Linked DNA regions of Sus scrofa: region 2 is linked to region 1. The links are chromatin contacts, called in public Hi-C maps. All regions are on one chromosome and are shown on one strand. Each heading gives the region's core, a stretch centred on a gene start, on an enhancer-like site or on the middle of the called end of the contact. The rest is flanking DNA. Distances are from core to core; before and after follow the strand shown.

Region 1 (6,100 bases), core at 3,027-5,526:
TGTGTAAGACAGTGTGAATGACTGGAGTCGCCCCATTCTCAGCCTGGTGCATCTACCTCTTCCAAGATCTGGTCCACCACGGAGATCAACACAGGTGAAGCAGCAGGATTACAGACGCACTGCCAGTTCTTGCTCTGACTTCTTTTTTCCTACCCGCCGTCTTGACACCCGCTCCTACCCACCCCTACCTTAAACTTCCGGAGCAGACAGGGAATATATAACACAACTGACTAAATAACATTTCCGCTTATCAGACTGACCCTAATTCCTGCGCCTAGACCTGAGTCAGCCCAAACTGCCTAAAGCAGAGTTTACAACAATATCTTGGGGTAACGATATGACTTAATCTTCTGAACTTATCTGCCAAAAATCATACGGTGATTTGTTAGTAAAAAATAATCATTAAATAATCTATCCGCTGACGGTCTGATCAGGTCTTTTTAAAGTTTTGTTGAAAGCAAAGATTGGGACTTGAGTTATAAAAGACACAGAAATCATTTACTTCCTTAACAAAGTGTCCCTCTGTGTGGTGCTCCGGAGGTTTTTCCACCCCAGAGTGATACACCACAGGGAAATTACAGAAGGCGTGGGTAGAGATGTATCTTTCTTTGGTCAAGGAGGAAAAGAGCAATTGTGAAAGAAGAGCTGAGAAAAGAAAAGTCAACAGGCCACAGGCCCATTCTCAAGCAGATGGCTGGTAGGAAAAGGTACAAACTGAAGTCAAGATTCCAGAGACTGATTTGCATTTGAAAAGCACTACACTCTCGGGTGTTACAGGAAATGTTTGTGGACCCACACCCTTCGTTTGAGGACCACTGCACCACAGCATTCCGGGCAGAACACGGGGTGAGCAAAGCCTGAGAGGCTGGCAAGTCCGAGAGAACAGAAAGAACATTCTGACCTCAGTGCAGCATGCGCAGAGGTAGGGTAGACCGGGAAGGAGAGAAGGCAGGTGAAGGTGTACCGACGTTCTGGAGAATGAAGATGGGCAAGTACTAGGAGCTAAACAACATAACAGATGTGATCCTGTGACACCTGCCTGACGGTGCTGACTTTCTCCAGCAACACTTCTGACAGCCCCAGAGCAGCCTGGGAATCTGGGGACACATGTGTAGAAGAAGGAGGGAGTGAGGGACTTGAGGATATTAGCCAGCACACAGCTGAGATGACTCTTACAGAGAGGGTGAAGGTCATGGGGAGCTCACGGAACCAAGGGCGGGAATGCTGCAAACTGCATGAGGCTCGGTTCTGAAATGCTACAGTTTATAATATACCAAAAGGAATACCCTTTGAAATGATTCAAATTCATGATGAAAAACCTGATGAAACATTTTGGATGTCAACTCAGAACCACTTCAGGGGACAGAAAAACTTTTCAGATTACTTTAAGAGGTATTTAAGCAAAAAAGTCTGCAGTGGCCTTGCTCTTTGCAGGAGAACAACAGCTCCAGTTGGGAGCCGCGAGAGAGTGTCCCTAGTCAAATTCATATGATCCCCTTTGCCAAGCGACCATTCCATACAGCAGAAATAATTGGTTCAGGAATGGACAAATGCCTTCATCTGGGTCAATTTTTTTTTTTTTTTTTTTTTTTTTTTGGTCTTTTTGCCTTTTCTTGAGCCGCTCCCGCGGCATATGGAGGTTCCCAGGCTAGGGGTTGAACTGGAGCTGTAGCCACCGGCCTATGCCACAGCCACAGCAACGCAGGATCCGAGCTGTGTCTTCGACCCACACCACGCTCACGACAACGCTGGCTGGATCCTTAACCGAGCGAGGCCAGGGATCGAACCCGCAACCTCATGGTTCCTAGTCGGATTCGTTAACCACTGCGCCACGATGGGAACTCCTGTGTCAATAATCTGAGGAGATGTGCTAAGAGCGTCTGGGACTCGTTGTCTGCCATCCTGCGTGAACCACGGGGAAAGATTTCTATCGAGTGTTGCCCCAAACCACTGTTGCCATTTCACGGGCAGCCGTGGATGAAGGCAAGCATAGCTGAGAAAATTGTGAAGCCAAGACCACTAGATTCAGTCAATCCTGAAACCATTTTACCTCTTGACTTCCAATTAAGAGAGCTTATATACTTGTTTTTTTTTTTAAAAAACTCTTTTTTTTTTTTGGTCTTGTTGCTATTTCTTGGGCCGCTCCCACGGCATATGGAGGTTCCCAGGCTAGGGGTCCAATCGGAGCTGTAGCCCCCAGCCTAAGCCAGAGCCACAGTAATGCGGGATCCGAGCAGCGTCTGCAACCTACACCACAGCTCTCGGCAGCGCCGGATCATTAACCCACTGAGCAAGGCCAGGGACCGAACCCACAACCTCATGGTTCCTAGTCAGATTCGTTAACCACTGCGCCACAACGGGAACTCCGAGCTTATATACTTGTATTTTGTAAGCCAGCCTGAGTTGTATTCCGTTACTTACAGACAAGAGCATCTTAAAAAAAAAAAAAAAAAAAAAACCTTCCTTAACTTCTGAAAGGTCAGACCCTACCAAGCACTCAACATTTGTAACAACATTTGTAACACTCCTCACCAAAGTCTTCAGCAACAACAGCAGGAAAGAGGCTCTTCCCTGGTCCTCTGAACCAGCACTTCATTCACCTCTTTCTTTGTGCTACAGTTATCATGTCACATCCTGTTCATTGCTCTCCTCGGGCTACAGGATAGAAACCTCACAGGGCTAATTGCCACCCACCCCACCCCCGTCAGGCCCCCAGTCTCCCCATCTTCTGTCCTACCCTCGCCAGTGACTGCTGGAAGCTGCAGTCATGTTTAGGGTCCTGCAGCTCAAATACTTCTCTTTTTTTGCTTTTTAGCGCCCCACTTGAGGCTTATGGAAGTTCCCAGGCTAGGGGTCTAATCGGAGCTGCAGCTGCTGGCCTATGTCAGAGTTACAGCAATACCAGATCCAAGTCGAGTCTGTGACCTACACCACACCCCACTAAGCAAAGTCAGGGATCAAACTTCCGTCCTCATGGGTTTGCTACCACTGAGCCACAACAGGAATTCCCTTATTCTTTTTTTCTGACTGCACCTGCAGCATGCAGAAGTTCCCAGGGTCAGGGATGGAAACTGCACCACATCAGGGACCCAAGCCCCAGCAGTGCCAACACGGGATCCTTAACCTGCTGAGCCACCAGGGAACTCCCAAACACATCTTACTCTTTAAAGCTTCTTTGCCTTTGAGAACAGGTTCCTGCAATACTATTGCCCACCTTGTGCACTTAACAAACATCTACAAGACTCAGCTCAAACATGAAGTGTCTTCCATTCTCCTTCCCTGTCCCCAAGAGTCCAATTTGCAGTAGTTACTTCAATGTACTGTTAGCCTATTTTCATCTCTGCTTCTCCTTCTTTAGACCTTGAGTAAAGATGGTGGTCTATTCACCTTGATAGAATCCCAGTGCCTAGCACATTTTGGATACCTGGTAAATAACTGTTAAATAAGTTGGTGTAAATGTCTTATCTACATAAATCTGTGACATCCTTGAGGACTAACTGGATATTTCATTCATTTTTGTATCTAAAGAGCCTAGAACAGGATCTGACACAGCTGATGTCAATAACTATCTGTAGAAATAAGTTCCTGCTCCCAATCTGGATGACATTTAATTAAAGCACCAGTACCCTCCTTTCGTCTGTCCTCCTCTCCTGGTTCCCACAATCAAGAAGGCTCTATTAACTCTACGCTCAAACCTGTCTCCTTTCTACAGCTAAACCCTCATAGGCCAATATCCCGCATGCCTGCCTTGGCCACAGTCTACCAAGAGGCCTGAAGTTTTTGACACCGCCCGCCATTTCGTCGCTGAAGTTTACTTGGGAATGGACTGTGAAGAAACCACAGCTCCCACGGCCCCCCACGTCGGGACCGAGGAAGGGGGTGTCCCTGCTGCTCCCGCGTCCGCGGCTGACAGGCAGGGAACCAGGGCGGGGACGGGCCCGGGCCCTGCCCAGGGCGTCTGCAGGTGGGGAAATGGAGGGGAGGGGGAGGGGGGACCATAAAGTCCAAGGTCAGAGAGCGAACCGGGTCTGACACCGGCCTAAACGTAGGGTTTTCACGCGGCGCGCGGGCCAGGGGGGTCGGGAGCCCAGTGCCCTCCGGCCCCTGTAGGGACGGAATGAGGTCTCACCGCAGACAGCTACGGCCCCACGCTCGCTCCGCTCGGGCTCCCCGCGCCGCTCTGCCCGCCGGCGCAGAACCACAGCTGTTGTCTTGGTTTCACGGGCGACGGGCATCGGCCACTTCCGGTCCCCGGGCGACATTCCAGCCAATCAGCGCGCGCCGCACTCCAGGGAGGAACAGGTGGTCGGCACGCCCGCTCCTCCTCGCCCTTTTCCAGGCTTCTTTTGCGCCGGTTCTCGCCCTCACTCAAGCCCCGTTTCGCCGCTGCCTGCCACACCAGCTCCCTGGAGTGGCCGTGTGTGCTGGGCGATGACCAGTTAGCCCCAGGATCACTGACGAGCTAGGTCCTCCGAGTTTCCTAGAACGGCTCCAGGGATGCACTTCCGTCCTAAGACTGGCCCCTCTGCGCGCTGCTATCGCTCCCCGAAGCATTGATCTGAGCTTGAGAAACTGGAGGTGGGCTTCGCTTTCTCGCCCGCCGGGCAGAGATCGCGCGACACCCCCTAAACCACCACCTGTAGCCCTTATTTCGTCACTCCCTTCCCTGCGCACCAAGAGCCTGATAAACAGATCCCTACGTCCTAGGACAGGCCCGTCATCTACTGGGGGCGAAGGGAGACCCGCTCTTGAGGTCGGGCAGGACTTTCTGGAGGGAGTGAAGTTTGGGCTGATATCTGAAGGTTGAGCAGAAATTAAGAGTTTAGGCACTGGGAACGGCCTTCCATTCTAGTCTCCGTATTTCTTGAATTTTGAACCTTCGTACTTGTTACTTCCTCTGCCACTCCTGTGCACCGCAAACTTTGTTATTCAGGTCTCGGTTCAAAGGTGACTACGTGGAAGAGGCATTCTATCCTATCTAAAGCCGCCGCAAATTCGGCCGCCCACCCCAAATATCAGGGAAGGCCTGCGATTGGCCTTGTTTAGGTCTGGTGCTCACCCCTGGACCAATCATGGTATTCAGGGTAAAAGGATAGTAGCATTAACCAAATCTGGGTTACCCATCTTCGCCCTTTGTGGGAGGAGGCTTCTGTGTTTGCCTCCCCATAATCCCTGTGGAATAGAGAAGAGAGTGACTGATCACAGAAAGTAATATTACATATATATCCAGTACACAACCTATCAGAAAAGGAAAAAAAGCTTTCACTTGCGTTCACTGGGATGAGGCCCTAGACTATAAGGTCCATCATTGTGGCCATTCTCACACCAATATCCTTAACCCTTTTGCTCTACTGTCTGCAAGTGCGCGGGAAATTTATTAATCCGGATCAGTTAAAATGTTCGGTTTCTTTGCCCAGGCTGCTGACAGCTAGTGGGGAAAATCATGCATTTTGGAAAAGAGCCCCAAAAGAAATTTATGGCCTCCACTTCCCCAGAGGTCTTTCACTTCTGCCCAGAAATCATCTTCTGTTGCCTTAGTCAGCGTTTCTATCATTGCCATGATTGCTTTTTTTTTTTTTTTTTTTAATGGCCACACCTGCAGCATATGGAAGTTCCCAGGCTAGGGGTCAAATCAGAGCTACAGCTGCAGGCCTATGCCACAGCCACTGCACCACCAGATCCAAGCCGCAACCGCAGGTTTCTGCAATGCTAGATCCTGAGCAAGGCCTGGGATCTAACCCACATCCTCTCAGAGACTATGTCAGGTCCTTAACCCACTGAGCCACAATGGGAGTTCCCATGATTGCTACTTCAACCCTATTCATTCGGCTCAAACTTTTGTCCAGGCTATGATCCATCATCACCATCACTGCCAGCTGCATTCACCCCAAGGAAAGATGTCCATACTAAAAAGCCTCCTGCCTCAGACCAAGACTGGGAGACATTTGGTTCTACTGACTTTTATCTAGTGCACCTACATTTAACGGTTGTCTGTCTTAGGGACGGGAGGGGTCTTTAAAAATATTGCTGTCTGGCGCCACCCACATAGATTTTGTTGAAACTGATCTGAGGTATGGTCTGGACTTTATTGTTTCGTTTG
Region 2 (5,520 bases), core at 1,173-3,672, 250 kb after region 1:
CAAGTTTGGTAGCAGTGGAAATAGTGAGAATTGGTCAGATTCTGACAGATTGGAGATGGGTATGATGAAAGAGAAATGAAGGAGTCAAAATGACAACGCGATTTTTGGCTTAAAGACCTGGCAGAAAGGAATTGTTTACTGAACGAGTGGGAACTGTGGCGTATTTGGGGAGCAGAGGATATTAGAAGCTGAGTTTTGGACTTGTGAAGTGTGCTATGCCTCATTGAAATCCACATGGAGGTGTGGAATAAGGAGGGATATTTATCGTATTCTGGAGTCCAGGGGAAAGTGGGTTGGAGTTATAATTTGGGAGTTATCAATGTGTAATTTTCATGTTCACTCTTGGCGTAGGAGTGCAGTCATTTAATAAACGTACATTATTGAGCTGAGCACCTGCTCGGCATGAGGCAAAATGCACAGGTTTTAGCCTTGGGTAGTTGATGGGAAAGGGTGTCATTTATTCATAGAGACGGGAGACACAAGAAGAAGTGCATTTCTCGGAGGAGGTGATTGCATTCGCGTTGGATGTGCTGCACTTGCGGTGTCTATGGCGGTGTCCGGGAAAGAGTAGGCTTTACGGGGTCTGGAGTTCAGCGAGGACAGGTCGGGACTGGAGATTTGGCATGTCGTTGACAACTGAAGCCACAGGAGGGACTGAAATAGGCCAGGGGTAGCATGAGTCTCTCGGCTGCCGGGAACAGGGATGACACACACCTTCCCACATACATTTTTTTCTATTTCCCTTAAGGGCTTGCCGTCATCACACAGAACACGCTAAAAATCGACGGCTACCAAAGAATACTTTTTTATTACCCACAGCTCCTCCCCTCTCCCCGGGATTGCGTAGAGAGAGGCTAAAAGCCCCACTTCCACCGGGGTGGGCCTCCATGGCGATGACGTCACCGTGGGGCGGGGTATATGGCGGCCCCGCCCCCGGCGCCAGGAGGCCTTGCGAAGGGTCAGACGCAACCCAGCGGCTGCCACCCAGCCCCAGGGCACTTCCTTCGTCCTGCCAGCAGGCATCAGGCCAGCTGGAGCAGGCGGCGCTCGGCCAACAAGCCCTGGGTACGGTTGTAGACGTCCTCCAGAGTGCCCGCGGCCTGGGCCAGCGCAGCCCGCGCCTCTGCCTCTTTGACCCCCGGACACGCCAGCTCGAGCAAGCGGCCGCGACCCGGGAAGGCGAGGAATGCGAGGTGGGCGGCCTGACGGACCAGCCAGGGGTGGTGCGGGGCCAGGGCCGTGCTGTAGGCGTCGCTGCACTGGGCGCCGGCGTCCGGGCCTCCGGGCGGCCCGGTTGCCACCCGGTGGAGGCAGAGCTGGGACCAACGTAGCGCACGGTGCAGCAAGAGCATGGTTAGTGAACCCGGGTTCCGGGTCGAGTGCCGAGGGGCTACCCCGGGCCTCTCCCACGCCACCATGGTCGCCAGCGACGTGTAGTGAGCGGCCTCTGGACCGTGCACCAGAGCCTCGAGGACTGTCACTTTGGCGAAGGCCTCGCTTGTGGCGAAAGAGAAGATGGAGCCGAGGGGAGTTAGGAACCTGTATGTGTTCGATGGTGGGAAGGTTTGAGAGAGGGCGATGGTTCAAAAAGAGGCGGGGTCTGGATGGGGTAGGGAGACAACGAGCACTCACCTGACTAGCTCTCTCCACCCTGCCAGGTACTGCGACAACTCCACATCCCCTTTGGGGTTCAGACTGGCGCGGAACGGCCTCATTATGCGGCCCAGCATCCCGTGGGGGCTCAGACACTGAGGCTCTTCCCGTTCCAGTCCCTCCAGGGATCCTGACTGTTGCTGGGCCTGGGGGTTAGATATGAGGTGGGGGGTGGGGGTGGGGGGGAGTGCAGAGCCCCTAGCTTGCAGGGTTCACCACGCCTCGCATTTGGGCTCTGAAGAAATTATTGCTAAGGTCTAGCCAGTGTCCCTCCTGCTGTAACTCTCAGCTTCTAATTGGAGACGGGAGAGAAGGAGGATCCACCTTTCATCAGATCCTCGGCCTGGTCCACTTTCCCTGCTCAGGGTCCTACCTGGAACTCCTAGTCCCAGCCCTGCCCAGAGAGTACCTGGAAAGGTGGCAGTCCTTTGGCAATGCAGGACTGGGTCCCGGATCGGCAGCCTGAGAGGGCGCCTGGAGGAGGTGAGACAGAGCAGTGAGGGCCTTAGGTTCTGAGGGCCTGGAGTCCCGGATTCCTCCTGGAGCAGGTGAGGGAAGGGGCCACTCACGAAGGCTCTGAGCCCAGAGATAAAGAAGCAGTAGCGTGAAGATAATGAGAGGGATTGCACTGCGCCTCCAGCACCGAGGGACCCGCCGAGACAGTGAGGTGACCCCCATGGCTGCTTCAGGGACCACTGCCCTTGCCAGCCCCTGGCTAGTCCTTGTCCCTCCGCCTTCAGGAGAGGAGAGAAGACTGTGGTGCTCTGAGGTGCAAAGTGTTAATAATTAATCTAGTAAGGCCCCCTCCCCTGTGCCCTTTGCCCCAAAGGGCAGCATCTGAGGGGTGAGGGACTGGATGAAGAGGATTTGGGGTATTTAGTAGCAGTGACACGTCTCTACATTTCCCTTCCCTGAATGGCCAGGTTGTAGTGAGACGCAGCCTGGGTATTGTGAAGAGAGGCTGAAGTCAGAACCAGTTCCCCCAATGAGCAATGGTGTGAGCCCTAGGTTGACTCTGTGCTTGAATTCCCTCCACAGTAAATTGAAGGTAATAATAGGTTATTTTGCAAACTTCATGTGAGGATTAAATGCTATTATACGTGCAAACCTTGTAAATGGAAAAGCTTACCACAATTGCTCCATAAATCTTATCTATTAAGTTCAAGCATGGGGCACCTGGGATCCACGGAACACCCACTTCTAAGTTCTCTATCCTATCCCCATGGAATCTTAACTTGATCTGGATGCATGATGTCTTAATCATATACTTTAGGCTGTCTCCTTTTTTTTTTTAATTAAAAAAAATTCTTTTTTGTCTTTTTAGGGCTGCATCTGAGGCATATGGAAGTTCCCAGACCGGCCTACACCACAGCCACAGCAAGGCCAGATCAGAGCCGGGTCTGTGACCTACACCACAGCTCACAGCACTGCTAGATCTGTAACCCACTGAGGGAGGCCAGGGATCGAACCCAAGTCCTCATGGATACTAGTCAGGTTCCTTACTATAGAGCCACAATGGAAACTCCTAGGCTGTCTCCTTTTACATCTTTGAGATTTAATTTTTTTTAAACCTCCAGGTTGATGCCTGAATCATTCATCAAACCAATTTTTATTAACTACTTCCGCATGCCAGGCCTTGTACTAGGCTCCAAGAAGACAAATGTGCCTTCCCAGAGGTCAAGGTCCATTGGGAAATTTACCATCAGTCTGCCCTACTGGAATGTGAGCTCTGATGAAGAAAAGGGCCCTTCTTTTTTTTTTTTTTTTTTTTTTTTTTGTCTTTTTGCTATCTCTTGGGCCGCTCCCGGGGCATATGGAGGTTCCCAGGCTAGGGGTTGAATCGGAGCTGCAGCCACCGGCCTACACCAGAGCCACAGCAACGCGGGATCCGAGCCGCGTCTGCAACCTACACCACAGCTCACGGCAACGCTGGATCGTCAACCCACTGAGTAAGGGCAGGGACCGAACCCGCAACCTCATGGTTCCTAGTCGGATTTGTTAACCACTGTGCCATGATGGGAACTCCCGAAAAGGGGCCCTTCTTGCTACCCTATTTATAGCACTTAGAATATTGCCTGGACCAAAACCCATTATTCCTAAATAAGTATATATGGAATAAACAAAGGAACTTATATGAGGGGCAGGCAAATCAGTGGTGGTACTCTCCATGCAAATTTGAGCCAGTTTGGTTTTTTTTCCCCCCAGATCAGGAGTCCACCTGGTGGTCATAGCGGGAAAAACATTCAGGGGAAGGATAAGGAAGCAAGAGAGGAAACATCTGCTTTCAGCCCCCTGTCCACAAGCTTAGAATTTTCCTGTCTCTGTGCATTTTCTATCTTTTCTTTTCTTTTCTTTTTTGTCTTTTTTAGGGCCACACCCGTGGCATATGGAACCCTCCTCCTGGATGGAGCCCTCCTTCTGGATACTAGTTGGGTTTGTTACCACTAAGCCACAACAGGAACTCCTGTGTACATTTTCTTTTTTTAAAACGTTTTAAAATAAAGTATAGTTGACTTACAATGTTGTGTCAATGCATATATATATTTCTTTTTAGGCCTGTACTTGTGGCATATGGAGGTTTCCAGGCTAGTGGTCAAATCTGAGCTGCAGCTGCCTGCCTACTTCACAGCCACAGCAACAGAGGATCAGAGCCATGTCTACAACCTACACCACAGCTCATGGCAACTCCGGATCCTTAACTCTCTGAGTGAGGCCAGGGATCGAACCTGCATCCTTATGGATCCTCGTTAACCGCTGAGCCACAAAGGGAACTCCCTCAATGTATATTTTCTTTTGAGGGGGAGGGGTGTCCCAGAATCTCAAGGAGTTGGGGCTCCAGTCATTCACAAGATGTTTCCCAGCTGCCACAGGTCATGGATTCTTGCCCTGTCTCACTTTGATGTCCCTCACGTCCTGGAGGTTCCTTGTCTGCTGGGATTCTGGAACCATCACTTCCATCCCTAGCGTGGGTTCCCCATCTCCCAGAGTTGGAATGTTTCCCAGCTTGTTAACTGTGACTTAGGCAAGTCCTTTGCCATTTTGCAGCCCCAGCTCCCTCATCTGCAGGATAGGAAGAATAATTCCCACCTCCTACAATTGTTGTATTGATTAAATAAAACCTGCCTGCAAAACACTACCCATGGAGTTGCCATTGTGGCTCAGCAGGTTAAGAATCCCGCTAGTATCCATGAAGATGCGGGTACGATGCTTGGCCTCACTCAGTGGGTTGAGGATGGGCATTGCTGCAAGTTGTGGCATAGGTTGCAGATGCCACAGGGATCCTGCCGTTACTGTGGCTGTGGCCATAGGCTCCAACTGGACTCCCATATGCCGCAGGTATGGTCCTAAAAATAAAACAAAACCAAGAAAAAAACGCTAGCCACGATTCATGGAGTATACTTTGTAAAGGTTCTGTAGGTTAGTGGTTATTTGAGTCCCTCAGTTCTCGCTGCCCCTCCTCCTCTGGCGCTAGGAGCTTCCGATTCCCTGAGCAGAGAATCCAGTCGGTAGGCTTCCGGAGCGGATTAGTTTTGGGTGTCACTTAATCCCGGTGGCCCTTCCGCAATCCGAGCCCTTTTAGGAAGAGCGGTGGTATACACCTCTCGAAAGGGCTGGGGCTCACAGAGGCTGCGGGATGAAGCCGGGCACGGGAGCCAAGCTGCTGCTGCTGCTGCTGTGGGCGGCGTGCGGCAAGTGCACCAGAGCAGATGGGCCTAGCGGCTACACGTCGGTCATCGAGGTGACCAACGGGGGCCCCTGGGGCGACTGGGCCTGGCCCGAGATGTGTCCTGACGGATTCTTCGCCAGTGGATTCTCCCTCAAGGTAGGGGCTCAGGCCTAGGTCTCGGAGGGGACCCGAGAGCCGAG

Evidence for each region. Hi-C and Micro-C count contacts between places; a contact is called where the count stands out from the background.
Region 2: a contact with region 1 is called in a Hi-C map of omental adipose tissue, with 1.8 times the contacts expected there. The contact joins the promoter of GLTPD2 here to the promoter of RABEP1 in region 1. A contact is called at or near these places in 3 of 47 Hi-C or Micro-C datasets (embryonic fibroblasts, epiblast stem cells and omental adipose tissue) and 1 of 2 datasets of contacts at active chromatin or transcription factors (alveolar macrophages).

Annotation. Positions count from the first base shown.
Region 1 is chr12:51,853,972-51,860,071 of Sscrofa11.1, forward strand. It overlaps RABEP1 (rab GTPase-binding effector protein 1), which reads right to left and starts at 4,277. Exons shown (of 20, transcript XM_021067732.1): 1 at 4,130-4,277. The coding sequence starts at 4,262.
Region 2 is chr12:52,103,712-52,109,231 of Sscrofa11.1, forward strand. It overlaps GLTPD2 (glycolipid transfer protein domain-containing protein 2), which reads right to left and starts at 2,423. Exons shown (of 4, transcript XM_003131910.6): 1 at 2,223-2,423; 2 at 2,063-2,127; 3 at 1,633-1,799; 4 at 790-1,539. The coding sequence starts at 2,331. The coding sequence ends at 1,023. VMO1 (vitelline membrane outer layer 1 homolog) reads left to right here and starts at 5,262. Exons shown (of 3, transcript NM_001244728.1): 1 at 5,262-5,476. The coding sequence starts at 5,288.